Linked DNA regions of Sus scrofa: regions 1, 3 and 4 are each linked to region 2. Evidence: chromatin contacts called from public HiChIP or PLAC-seq data. All regions are on one chromosome and are shown on one strand. The core of a region is the stretch at or near the end of the contact, and the rest is flanking DNA. Distances in the headings are between cores, read along the strand shown. Region 1 overlaps STIM1 (stromal interaction molecule 1). Region 2 overlaps STIM1 (stromal interaction molecule 1). Region 3 holds the start of STIM1 (stromal interaction molecule 1). Region 4 overlaps STIM1 (stromal interaction molecule 1).

Region 1 (2,700 bases), core at 6-2,505, 86 kb before region 2:
TCACTGCTATGGCTCAGGTCACTGCCGTGGTGCAGCTGTAATCCCTGGCTCAAGAACTTTTGCGTGCCACAGGGGTGGCCAGAAAAAAAAAAAAATTAAAATCTAGGAATATAACAGTACACAAAACAGTCACAGATCCCTGGTGCCTATATTCTGGTAGAGGGAGACAAATGAAAACTCTCTAACAAATAATTATCCGTTGGGTAGTAATAAATACCGGAAGAAAAATAAAGCAGGGTAAGGGGATAAAGAATAGTGCTACGTCAGATCAGATCAGGGAAGGCCTCTCTGACGAGGTAACATCTGCCGAGAAAATGAGGACATGAGCTACGTGGATACTTGGGCGATGGAACATTAGGTGTGACTGCCTAGCACATGAGCTGCAGCGGTGCTTCCCGGGATCGGCCAGAACAGATGCCTGGCCTTGGCCATTTCTTTTTCTTGTCAGAGAAAGAATAAGCAGTTAAGAAGTAGGCTCCTGAATCAGTATGTCCCTCCCCTAATGGTGGTGCCTCCAGATAATGCCCTCACTTTTGTCGTTTCAAACTTGCATCCCAAAAGACCTACGTCTGGCCGAAAGGTTACCAGTACCTTCTCTGTCTCTTTCATGCATCTGTCAGTAAGCTGGTCACACAGTCAGCCTTTGGTCAGACAGAGTCCAGTGGTTAAGAATCTGGACTTGGGAACCAAGTGCCTTGGCTTGAGTTCAAGACCTGCCACTTACTGGACGTAAGACCGTGGACAAGGTACTTAACCTTCTGTGCCCCGTTCTGTCACCTATGAAATGATGAGAGGCGGGTTCTCACATCACAAGAGTGCAGTGAAAAGAGGACAAGCTCCCAGCACCCAGGAAGTGCTAAGCAAACATTAGCTGCTATTGCTTTCGCCATTCATTCCTTCGCTAAGCTCTCACGGGCTTCTAGCCTAGCAGATCCTTGACTCGTTTCTAGATACCCAGCTCAATCTGGATGACCTCCAGCACCAAGGCTCTCTTCTGGAGAGGAGACAGGGAGTTAAACACGAGCCACGCCGTGCGACAAGGGCTAGGTAAGAGGGATGTACGGCGACACGGAGTGACGGACTGCCGGAGTGAGTCAGAAAAGCCATCAAGAAGCCTAGCCTCTTATCTGGCAACTCTGGACAGAGAACACTCCAAGACACCGACAGTCTTACCAAAGCAGCACTCCCCAAGGACAGTTTGCAGCTGAGGCCTGTGGTTTGTTTCTCTGAGTGGTTTCCTTCCGGCTCTCAGCAGCAGTTTGTCATCTGACCTAGAGGGCGGCAGACACCATGCCAGTGTGCCAACACGGCATCAATACCAAGCTCTAAGCTGTCACTGCAAAAAAGAATCTGGCCGTTTCACCCAGGCCCCACGAGACAGGCCCACTAGGCTATCTGGCAATAAAACAGGTCAGCCAGAGCCCGAAAGGACATACAGTGAAGACCACCTGTAAAGCAGAGACCAGGTTAGAGAAAGACTAGCAGCGTGGCTGCAGAGGAGCCAGGCAACTTGGAGTTTGGAATGTTGACTGAGCCAAACAACTTCCATAACACACACAATGGCAGACTCAAGGACAAACTCTTGTCTTCCGCATCCCTGTTCTGGGCCAGGTCCTGTGCCTTAACGTATAGAATCAGGAAGTTCCGCTGTGGCACAGTGGGTTAAGGGTCTGGCATTGCTGCAGCTGTGGCACAGGTGGCAACTCCTGTGCAGGTTCGATCCCTGGTCTGGGGACTTCCACACGCTGTGTGTGCAGCCAAAAAGAAAAAAAAAAAAAAAAAGATAGAATCATATAAGATAACGCCCTTGAGCAGTCTGTCGGGGAAATAAAAAGGCGAGGGAACAGACAGTTGCAATTCGTGTCTAGGTGCTGTGATGAGATAAATACAAAGAGGCTAGAGGAACAGAGAACGCACTAACCCAGCCTGTGGTTTTTCAGGGAAGATTTCCTAAAGAAAGAGATATTTAAATTGAGTCTTAATATCAAGTAGGATTTAACCAGATCAACAAAGAAGGAAGGAACAGGGAACAGTATGTGTGAGAGCATCAAAGGATGGAAGAGAACGGCAAGTGGATATCCTAGTAACTGCAGGTGAACCAGTGCAGCTACAGAGAAAGGGCCATGGAAAAGATAATAAAAACTCACAGAGGAGCTCCCATCGCGGCGCAGCAGAAACAAATCCGACTAGGAACCATGAGGCTGCAGGTTCCATCCCTGGCCTCGCTCAGTGGATTAAGGATCCGGCGTTGCCGTGAGCTGTGGTGTAGGTCAAAGACAAAGCTCGGATCTGGCGCTGCTGTGGCTGTGGTGTAGGCTGGCGGCTACAGCTCTGATTCGACCCCTAGCCTAGGAACTTCCATATGCCGCAGGTGCGGCTCTAAAAAAGCAAAATAAAATAAAATAAAATAAAAGACCCATAGAAAATATGAAAACAAGTGGAGCACAGAAATAAGCACGAGCCTGGTATGCAAAAGGACTCTAGCACAATGCCTTGTATATAGAAGGAATTCGGTTAATTTTGTTTCAAATGCAGGCATGTTTACACTAATTGGAGGAGAAAAACAGTAACTTTGGGGGCCGATGCTACAGAGGTGAGTAAGGAACAAGAGCATCCAAATATGAGGAAACTCTCAGAATATAAAAGAAAGCCAGATTTTCATTTACATGCACATACTGATTTTTCTTCCTGAGGTAATTC
Region 2 (2,851 bases), core at 136-2,635:
CGACTGAGCACATGAATGAAGGGATGAAGCATTGAGGCAGCGCCGGTCCAGAATGACTCTGGAGCAACCGTGGATCCAGAACGACTCTGGAGCAACTGCAGATGCACAACTCTCTTCAGGCCTGAGCTGTCAAGTGACTCTTTTTTTTTTTTTTTTTTTTTTTTTTGGCCATGCCCACACATATGTAAGTTCCCAGGCCAAGGACTGAACCCATGCCACAGCTGTAACCAGAGCCACAGCAGTGACAAGGCCAGATCCTTAACCTGCTGAGCCACCAGGGAACTCAATAGTTACCTCTTTTTTTTGTGCTATTTTAGGGCTGTACTCGTGTGGCATATGGAGGTTCCCAGGCTAGGGGTCAAATCGGAGTGGTAGCTGCCGGCCACAGCCACAGCCACAGCAACGCCAGATCTGGGCAGTGTCTGAGACCTACACCACAGCTCACAGCAACGCCAGATCCTTAACCCGCTGAGCGAGGCCAGGGATTGAACCTGCATCCTCACGGATCCTAGTCAAGTTCATTAACCACTAAGCCACAAGGGGAACTCCTGATGTTACTTTGTGATTAGAATCTGAAAAGAGCCTACAAGTGCCCACACATGGAAGATGACAGCAGATGTGATGAACAAAAGAACAAAGAACAGTTTGTGTGATAGGAAGTAAGAAGAGATAAAGCAGAAACCCCACCTCTGAGCATGCTGAATGCCATGCTAAGAAATATGATGCATCAGCCTGCAGGACAGCCACTGGCTGATCTGGGCTTACCAAGGACACACAGCCTACAATAAGCACTGTCCTGCTGCAGCCATCCATTGAGTTCCCTCTGCTGCCCGCAGACTGAGAGAGCCCCTCCTCTCCCATCAGGTTCACCTCCAACTCTCTGAGCCATATGGAATCATCCAGTAACACAAATGCCCCCAAGGGTAATTCGTTCAAATTACCTTCGCCCAAGTTTACTAAAGGAAGCTGCAAACAGGGAAGCTGTCATTTGGAAAAAACAAGACCAGAAGGCCTGGATTTAAGGGTTGTTCAGCTGTGTGACAGGAGTTACTCAGTCAAACTTTCTGCATTTTAGTCATCGCTGCTACAAAATAAGAAGAGTATCTATCTCACAAGGTTGTAGGGCAGATTGAGACACCTACGCGGAGAAGCTTCGCACAGCGCCTTTCATAGAGTGAGGAGCCAGCATAGGGTTATTTGAAAAAAAAAAAAAATCCCACTCAAGGCTCAGGGCTATTATTTCCTCCTAAAGACTAAGCCCTTTCACTTGACCTGACACAGCCCTGAGGCCTCGTGAGGCGAGAGGCTACTTATACAGACTCGGGCCTGCACTACCTCCCAAAACGGGCTGGGCACACTGCCCTGTTTCCATCCTCTGTCGGGCTGGCTGAGCCGGAGGCAACTACCACCAGGCGGGCTGCGGGGACCCGGGAGGTGGGGGAAGAGCTGAGGCTCTCCCAGAACTTCAGGTCTATGAATAGCCCGGTCACGTGGCTCCAGAGGCACAGGACTGTTATCTGTAAACTTGGTGACTGATGGCCCAAGATAGGCAACTTAGGGCTGAGGTATGTTCCAGACCACAGACTGCAGCATGGGGTCCACTCTAAGCAATGAAATGTGGGTGCAAACCAGAGCCACCAGAAGCGTCACAAGATGCAGGGAAGGAAAACGCAGAGCAAACCCCTCCCTCCGCCCCAGCCCACAAGCTGGACGGTCCAGGAGAGCTCAGAGGGGGTTCAGCCTTTCCAGGATGTCAGCTGCCCTCGGAAACATCTTTGGATACTCATTCTAGCCTAGCCAACTGCATCCCCCGGAACCCCACTGCCCTCTCAGTTTGTCTCCACACCCGAAACTCAGGAAAGGAAGCCAAGGATCCTACCTCTTGACGAGTCTGCTCGCAAATTTTCACCTCCAAGTCCCGGCCCTGATTTCTGGGAACCCAAAGTCTAAAACGCTGCGTTCTAGAGATGGAGAGAGAGAGGGGGAACTCCAGTGTACCGCCCTCTGCCAGCAGCCTCAGCCACTCCACCGGGAAGAGAGGCAAGAAACATGGAACCAGGAACAAGCCACCTCAACCTCTCAGCTCCTGGGCACCTCCAGTCCCCGAAGGCCACCATCCTATGGCACCCAGGAAGGGGCTCAGTGAACGAGCAAATGACCAGAAGCTGGGTGCAAACTGTCAGTTCCCATAAAGTTTCTTTAAGGGAAGACCTGGAAAAGCTCTGTATTTTCTGTGTTTCCCAATTTTAGCACCACCATCAGGGGAAAGCAGGACATCTGTAGGAAACTTACCTACATAAAGTCATAAAGTTATTAGGTGGCAGATCTGAGATGTAAATACAGTTCTCTATTTGTGTGTGTGTGTGCGCGCGCGCACGTGCATATGCGGAAATGGCTGTGGTATATGGCCTTTTCTTTATTCCGCCAGTAAGCCTCATGAGAAGACTCAAAAAGTGAGTTTCCAAAATGCCAGGAAAGCTCTGACACCAGGAAAGGATTTAAGTTTTTTTTTTTTTTTCTTTTTCTTTTTCTTTTTAGGGCAGCATCTACAGCATATGGAAGTTCCCAGGCTAGGGGTCCAATCGGAGCTACAGCTGCCAGCCTACGCTACAGCCACAGTAACACAGGACCCAAGCCACATCTGTGACCTATATACCACAGCTCACAGCATTGACAAATTCTTAACCCACTGAGTGAGGCCAGGGATCGAACCTGCATCCTCGTGGATACTAGTTGGGTTCTTAACCCACTGAGCCACAATGTGAACTCAGGGATTTAAGTTCTTATCAGCACTTTGGGGCTCTGTGAGGTGCCCCTCTACACACACACACAAACAAACACACACAATCGC
Region 3 (2,726 bases), core at 155-2,654, 74 kb after region 2:
CCCATCTTCAAAGCAACAGCCGAGGTACCATGCTGGTACATTGGGCAATGCTGGGCTCACTTGGAAGCCAGCACCTGGGGTACCTGCAATCATATCCAGCCCAGTCAAGGAATTTAAAAGGGGGGTTCCTAAGAAAGGGTCTATGGCCAAAGCCAGCCTCTGCATCCGTCCACGAAACTTCCTAGCCACCACGACCTCCACTTCCTTTTCCTCCCTGTCATCAACAGATACTGACTCCAGCTCGCCCACCCACAGAAAGAACCCAGCTATAAACTCTCCTCACTCTGAGTTCACTGCTTCTGGCAAATCCCAGTGACAGGGTGAGAGACATGGGAATACGAAACTGAATTCCTTCTCAGCCTTATGTACAACAAGTCAGTTTTATTTTTTTTTTCAAATGGTTTTTATTTTTTCCATGATAGCTGGTTTACAGTGTTCTGTCAACTTTCTACTGAACAGCAAAGTGACCCAGTCACACACACACATATACGACAACTGGATTTTAAACGTGCTCTGCTCTCCTGCCACAGCACTCCAGGGCTCCTGCTGTTTGACAAGGCTCCCTGGGTGCACAGGGAAAACCAGGACAGATCGAAAATACCGTAGAATTCCTACCCTCATCAGTCAGAAGAGAGAGAATAAGCCAACAAGTGGTCCCAGGAATTTTATCACGCCCGTTTCAGGAAAAGGCCATTGAACTCCACGGCGGTAAGTCAGAAACCATCTAAGGAACGAGCTGCTTTGCTATTTCAAAGGGGCACAGCTAGGAGACAGCGGATCACCTAGGGGAAGGGAGGGACTTGGCTTCCCACACTTACTGGAATAGCCCGGCACACCTCAACACTACGTTATGGAGTAACAGAGCTGGCCCGGTCCTGGCTCTCCCTGACCAACCCAAGCAGCCTCAACCTCCCTGTGCTGCCAAGTGCTGAAACTGGCCAAGAGCAACAGCCTTATCATCCGCGCAGGCCACCCTCGCAGTCAAGTCGTCCTGAGAAGGGGTCTTGGCCTGCTGACCTGCAAGGCCAAGCTACCCCAAAGGCAGACCTCCTTTCACTGCCAACAAAGGACACCCTGAGGAGGGATGAGTGAAGTTGTCGGAGAGACAGAGAGACAGTAGTCACGGCTCCTGAACAGAAAGAACTCCTTGGACTACTAAGAACAGCCAGTGCCATGTGTGGGGCCTCCATCCACTGCACATGCAGAGACCCAGGGTTCAACTTCCCCACTTGGGCAACTCAGTTCTTGCCCGTGGCAAGGCCTTACCTGCTGCAGTGGACTCCTCAGAACCGGCCCCTGAGCCAGTTCCGGTCGCCTTCTCGCCGTGGCTTTGGCTGAGGCTCTGGCCGTGATGCAGGAGGAGCCCCCAGAGGAGCCACAGGGCGAGACGGGCGCACACATCCATGACTCCCGGTCTCAGTCACCATGCGCCGGCTCTGGCCACCTCGGGATCCCAGAGGCAAAGCCGGGAGCCCCGGAGTGCAGCCGACGGTCCTGGAACCCCAGGCAAGATGCCCTCAAGGTGCCGCAGCTGTCCAGCCACCCGCGAGTTGGCCTCCTCTGGCAGCCAAAGGTCAAGTGCTCCAAGTTTGGGCGCAGGAGGAGGGCCGGCGCCTCTGGTCCAATAGTGGGTCCGCCGGAGCTGCGACGGCCTGAGCGCCCTGTCGGCTCGGGCCGCTTCCGGAGAGTTTGGGCTGGGTGGCCGCGGAGCGGCTGTCAGCTCCGCAGCGGGCTACACCCCTGCGAGACGGGGCGGGCGGACAGGACGACCTGCGGGCACCGGGGTGGGGGAGGGAGACAAGAGAGGGAGAGAGGGGGGCACCTGGCCGCGCCCCGCCGAGCAGCAGCGAGCAGCACAGGTTCGAGGAGGGCGTGCGACTCCCAGGCCCCCGCGGGTGGCTCGGGGATCCCAGGCCTCCTAGGCCGAGGTCAGCGCCCCCGCCCAGTCCCGTGCCCAGGCGCCCGGCAGTGCCCAGGTTCAGCAGGCGGACGCGCACGGGCCAGGCCCGGGACAGAGGCTCGGGAGCGGGCGGGCGGGCGGCGCGGGGCGGGCCCGGGGCGGGCGGGGGCGTGCTCTCCGGCAGGCCCGCCCCGCGCCGCCCGGCCCCCAGCGAAGCCCGGGCCCGCCCCAGCGCCGGGCTTCTCCCGGAATAACCTGGGCAAGGCAGCCGCCCGGCGCCCCCGGACCCCCGCGGGCGCTCCCGGCCGCTGGCCCGCGCGGGTCTCGGCCAGGACCGCTCTCCCCCGCCAAGGCTCGGGTCCCGGCCTCCCCGTCCCCCGCGAGCGTCTCCCCCGCGCCAACCGCCGGCGGAGGGACCGGCGGGCCCCCGGCACGCAGTCGCTCAGGTAACCCAGGCCCGCGGCGACAGCTGCGAGGATGACAGTAGCAGCCCGGCCCGGATCTCTGGCTCCACTCGCCTCAGCTCTAGAGCCAGGCTGGACAGAAGCCCTCAGCACCACTACTGCCGCCCGGGGCTGCGGCGGCGACAACCGCCGGGCCTGCTGCGGCCGGGGGCGCGCTCCCAGCCCCCCACTCCGGACAGGCAACCGAAGCTCCGCCCTCCCGCCGCGCCTCGCAGCCAATCGGCTTCCTCCTCTCTGCAGCTTAGGAACCCGCGCGCTTCGTCACCCCGTGCGCAGCGGCCCCTGGCGGGCAGATCTGGGTGCTGCAGTCGGGACCCGGGCTCCTTGGGTGGCCCTGCCCCTTTGCGGAGCGTTGGGGAGAG
Region 4 (2,863 bases), core at 188-2,687, 110 kb before region 2:
GTGGAGCTGAGACTGGAATTCCCATCCGTTCGACCTCAAAGCTCATAACCATTCCCCTTACACTCAGGTATCTGGAAGGTGCAATAAATGTAGAATACCCTGCAAGCCAGACCAAAGGCCCAGAGAAAGCCCAATGGCTGAGACACGACTGGGGTGGCAGTAGCGGAGAGATTTGGGAAGGGGAGGAAGGAACGACTGAGCTGTACCTCTTGGACTCCTGAGGACCTGTGCTCAGAAGCCCAGAAAAATGAAATTCATGCCAAAGGGGCTGGGCAGGGCTTGGAAGGGCCCCCTGTTGCTCCCAGCCCTTAGCTCCCTTCCTAAGTATCTTCCATGGTGGGCAAGAGCTCAGGGGCGTCAGTTATAACGAAAATACCCTTGTACCCACCCATGCATTCCCTCTGCTCACTGGAAAAACAAAACAAAACAAAACAAAAACTCAATGCATCCAACCAAGCTTCCTCCACAGACCCATCTATGTTCATTCAGTCAGGCATCCTTCCACTCATTCCCAAGTACTTAAGGGGGTTCACAAAATGACAAGTCCAGGGCTGAGCCCTAGATATACTGACGCGAATGAGAAAACCGTCAGTGCCACTGAGGCAGTCAGGATTTATTTATTTGTTTATTTTTGTCTGTTTTGCCTTTTCTAGGGCCGCTCCCACGGCATATGGAGGTTCCCAGGCTAGGGGTCGAATCAGAGCTGTAGCCACCTACACCACAGCCACAGCAATGTCGGATCCTTAACCCACTGAGCAAGGCCAGGGATCGAACCTGCAACCTCATGGTTCCTAGTGGGATTTGTTAACCACTGCACCATGACGGGAACTCCGGTAGTCAGGATTTAGTCCAATAAAGACACGTAAACAGACAGCGGCACACAGTGTGACAGGTTCTATAATAGAGAGACACACAAGGGGTTGGATAGGCCCAAAGGATGGGGTGACAGACTCTGCCTGGAAGGACTCAGGGCACAGGATGGCCTGGGCAGACTCAGCAGAAAAAGTGAGTTTGCTCCTTCCTCCAGGAGAGGGAAAGGACCTAGCCACTGTCAGCTCTTCCTACCCTCGTAACTACCACGCGACCAGGGGACCAGGATGGGAAGGGAAAAGGATGATGAGGAAGACAAGTGACATACGGCTTCGCCCTGAGCTACAGAAGAGGAAGGCCAGGCTGTAGAACAAAAGCAGTCCAGAAAGAAGAGCACTGAAGAGTGAGTTAATCCCGTGGGTGAAACAGAAGAGGCAGAAACTGAACTAAACCTCTGAAAAATCCCAAGCCCGGATGTGTCGGTGACCAAAGCCTCAAAAGATGTGGTGACAAGAGGAAAAACATCTAGGCTGCAAGCTTACTGCTGACAACTCGCAGTCTCCGGCCCCTGGAGCTGCAAGGACTTTACCCCGACCCCCGTATGTGCACAGCAGGTGGCGCTAGAGGCACAGCGAAAACAAACCAGAGGCGCCATTTCCAGGCCCATCTCCTTCTCTCACTGAACAGTCAGTCCCTGACCCGACTGCTTGAAATTACACCATTACAGATTCAGTTCTCCACCGAACAGTCTCCTCCGAAAGCAGCCTCTTCCAAAAAGCCTATAATATGCCTGTCTTCTCTGTACAATCGGGAGCTCTTTAAAGCAGAATCTAAACTGACCCACGTTTATTACAGTCTTAACAGCATCTATAGAGATGAGCATCCGTAACTGCTATTGGGCGCAGAAATGAGCAAACATACGTACACTGAAAGCTTGCCCCGCGCCGCCGCCTCCACAGAAGACTGAGCACCTTGACAGCACATACGAGTAAGAAAACTAGGCGGCCTGACTGCGAGCCCTGCCTCTAAGGAGCTGTGTGACTATGGACAGGTCTCTTCCCTGGACAAGGCCTATTCCTTCATTTTCAAGTGGGAATCAAAATTCCTCCCTGCTTCAAAGACTTATCTTGAACCAAATGAAATCCTAGCTGGAATGCACATGTAGCATGATATGTAGTCATCCGAAATATCAGGAACTCTATTAAAAAAAACCATAGTGGCCGGCAGTGTAGGCCTGCTGAGCCAGGAGGGACAAGAGGCACGTGGGCTCTGGACACCGTCCGTCAGAGGGTGTGCGTGTGCACGGGTGCAAGGCTGGCCCTGGGCAGGTGTGTACATTCACTTCTCCAAGGGCCACAGGTCCTTTCGCTCTGGAGGCCTTGGGGAGCAGGGAGGGCGGGGAGCTTAGTTTTATCCCCAAACTTGGAATGTCTCCTGCCTAGATTCTTTGCCTTTGGAATGAAAACAGTACATGCTTTTCAGACAAGTGAAGAATGGGGACGGCCCACACAACAGCATTTAGCCCCCAGCTGGAAGAGGGCCCAGGAATAAGGGGCCCAGCAAAGTAGCCAGGAATCGGCTCAAAGATAAAACTCCTCTGGCCCCCCCAAGCTCAGCCCGCCGAAATGAATCTGCTCGGGCTGCCTTTACGGAGGCAGCAGGCTGAGGGTGTCAACACTCCTAGCTTCGTGATGTGTGACCCCAGAGAAGGCACTCACCCTCTCTGAGGCTTCACTTCCTCAGCTCTACAGTCGAGGTACAGTACCTACCGAACAGGGTCGTGGTGATGAAAAACAAAGGCGTTCAACAATACCTGGCTGAAAACGTCCGTTCCCCATCCCTCCAAAGAAAATAGTATCTACCATTTAAAAAGAACACAAAAGAGCCAGATCCCATTTCCTCTTACATGGACTCCTGAAAAGACTTCTCCACTGTCTAAAAGACAGTCCTGAAGTAGGCCTCTCCTTTTCTCAAAACCAAACCAAAGCAAAAAAGCCAAACACCTGCTCGGACTCTCAAATGCCTCTTGCACCCTACTCACCTTCTCTCTGTG

The links. HiChIP or PLAC-seq counts read pairs in DNA pulled down with a chosen protein or histone mark.
Region 1: a contact with region 2 is called in an H3K27ac HiChIP or PLAC-seq map of skeletal muscle. The contact joins two enhancer-like sites. A contact is called at or near these places in 14 of 47 Hi-C or Micro-C datasets (blood, fetal liver, liver and 7 more) and 2 of 2 datasets of contacts at active chromatin or transcription factors (alveolar macrophages and skeletal muscle).
Region 3: an H3K27ac HiChIP or PLAC-seq map of skeletal muscle shows a contact between it and region 2, with 4 times the contacts expected there. The contact joins the promoter of STIM1 here to the enhancer-like site in region 2. A contact is called at or near these places in 1 of 5 promoter capture datasets (liver), 10 of 47 Hi-C or Micro-C datasets (blood, brain, embryonic fibroblasts and 5 more) and 2 of 2 datasets of contacts at active chromatin or transcription factors (alveolar macrophages and skeletal muscle).
Region 4: a contact with region 2 is called in an H3K27ac HiChIP or PLAC-seq map of skeletal muscle. The contact joins two enhancer-like sites. A contact is called at or near these places in 1 of 5 promoter capture datasets (liver), 28 of 47 Hi-C or Micro-C datasets (alveolar macrophages, blood, brain and 13 more) and 2 of 2 datasets of contacts at active chromatin or transcription factors (alveolar macrophages and skeletal muscle).

The regions. Positions count from the first base shown.
Region 1 is chr9:6,108,671-6,111,370 of Sscrofa11.1, forward strand. The region is part of intron 3 of STIM1 (stromal interaction molecule 1); the gene reads right to left. Among named protein-coding and RNA genes, the nearest start is that of RRM1, 45 kb to the left of the region's middle. Within about 2 kb of position 1,256, at least 31 of the 83 cell types and tissues checked have an H3K27ac peak or open chromatin away from gene starts, as enhancers often do. A contact at or near this core is called in skeletal muscle, where this site is marked.
Region 2 is chr9:6,194,371-6,197,221 of Sscrofa11.1, forward strand. The region is part of intron 1 of STIM1 (stromal interaction molecule 1); the gene reads right to left. Among named protein-coding and RNA genes, the nearest start is that of STIM1, 74 kb to the right of the region's middle. Within about 2 kb of position 1,386, at least 6 of the 83 cell types and tissues checked have an H3K27ac peak or open chromatin away from gene starts, as enhancers often do. A contact at or near this core is called in fetal skeletal muscle and skeletal muscle, where this site is marked.
Region 3 is chr9:6,268,019-6,270,744 of Sscrofa11.1, forward strand. STIM1 (stromal interaction molecule 1) reads right to left here and starts at 1,405. Exons shown (of 12, transcript NM_001130974.1): 1 at 1,267-1,405. The coding sequence starts at 1,405.
Region 4 is chr9:6,083,939-6,086,801 of Sscrofa11.1, forward strand. All of the region lies in intron 6 of STIM1 (stromal interaction molecule 1), which reads right to left. Among named protein-coding and RNA genes, the nearest start is that of RRM1, 20 kb to the left of the region's middle. Within about 2 kb of position 1,438, at least 24 of the 83 cell types and tissues checked have an H3K27ac peak or open chromatin away from gene starts, as enhancers often do. A contact at or near this core is called in skeletal muscle, where this site is marked.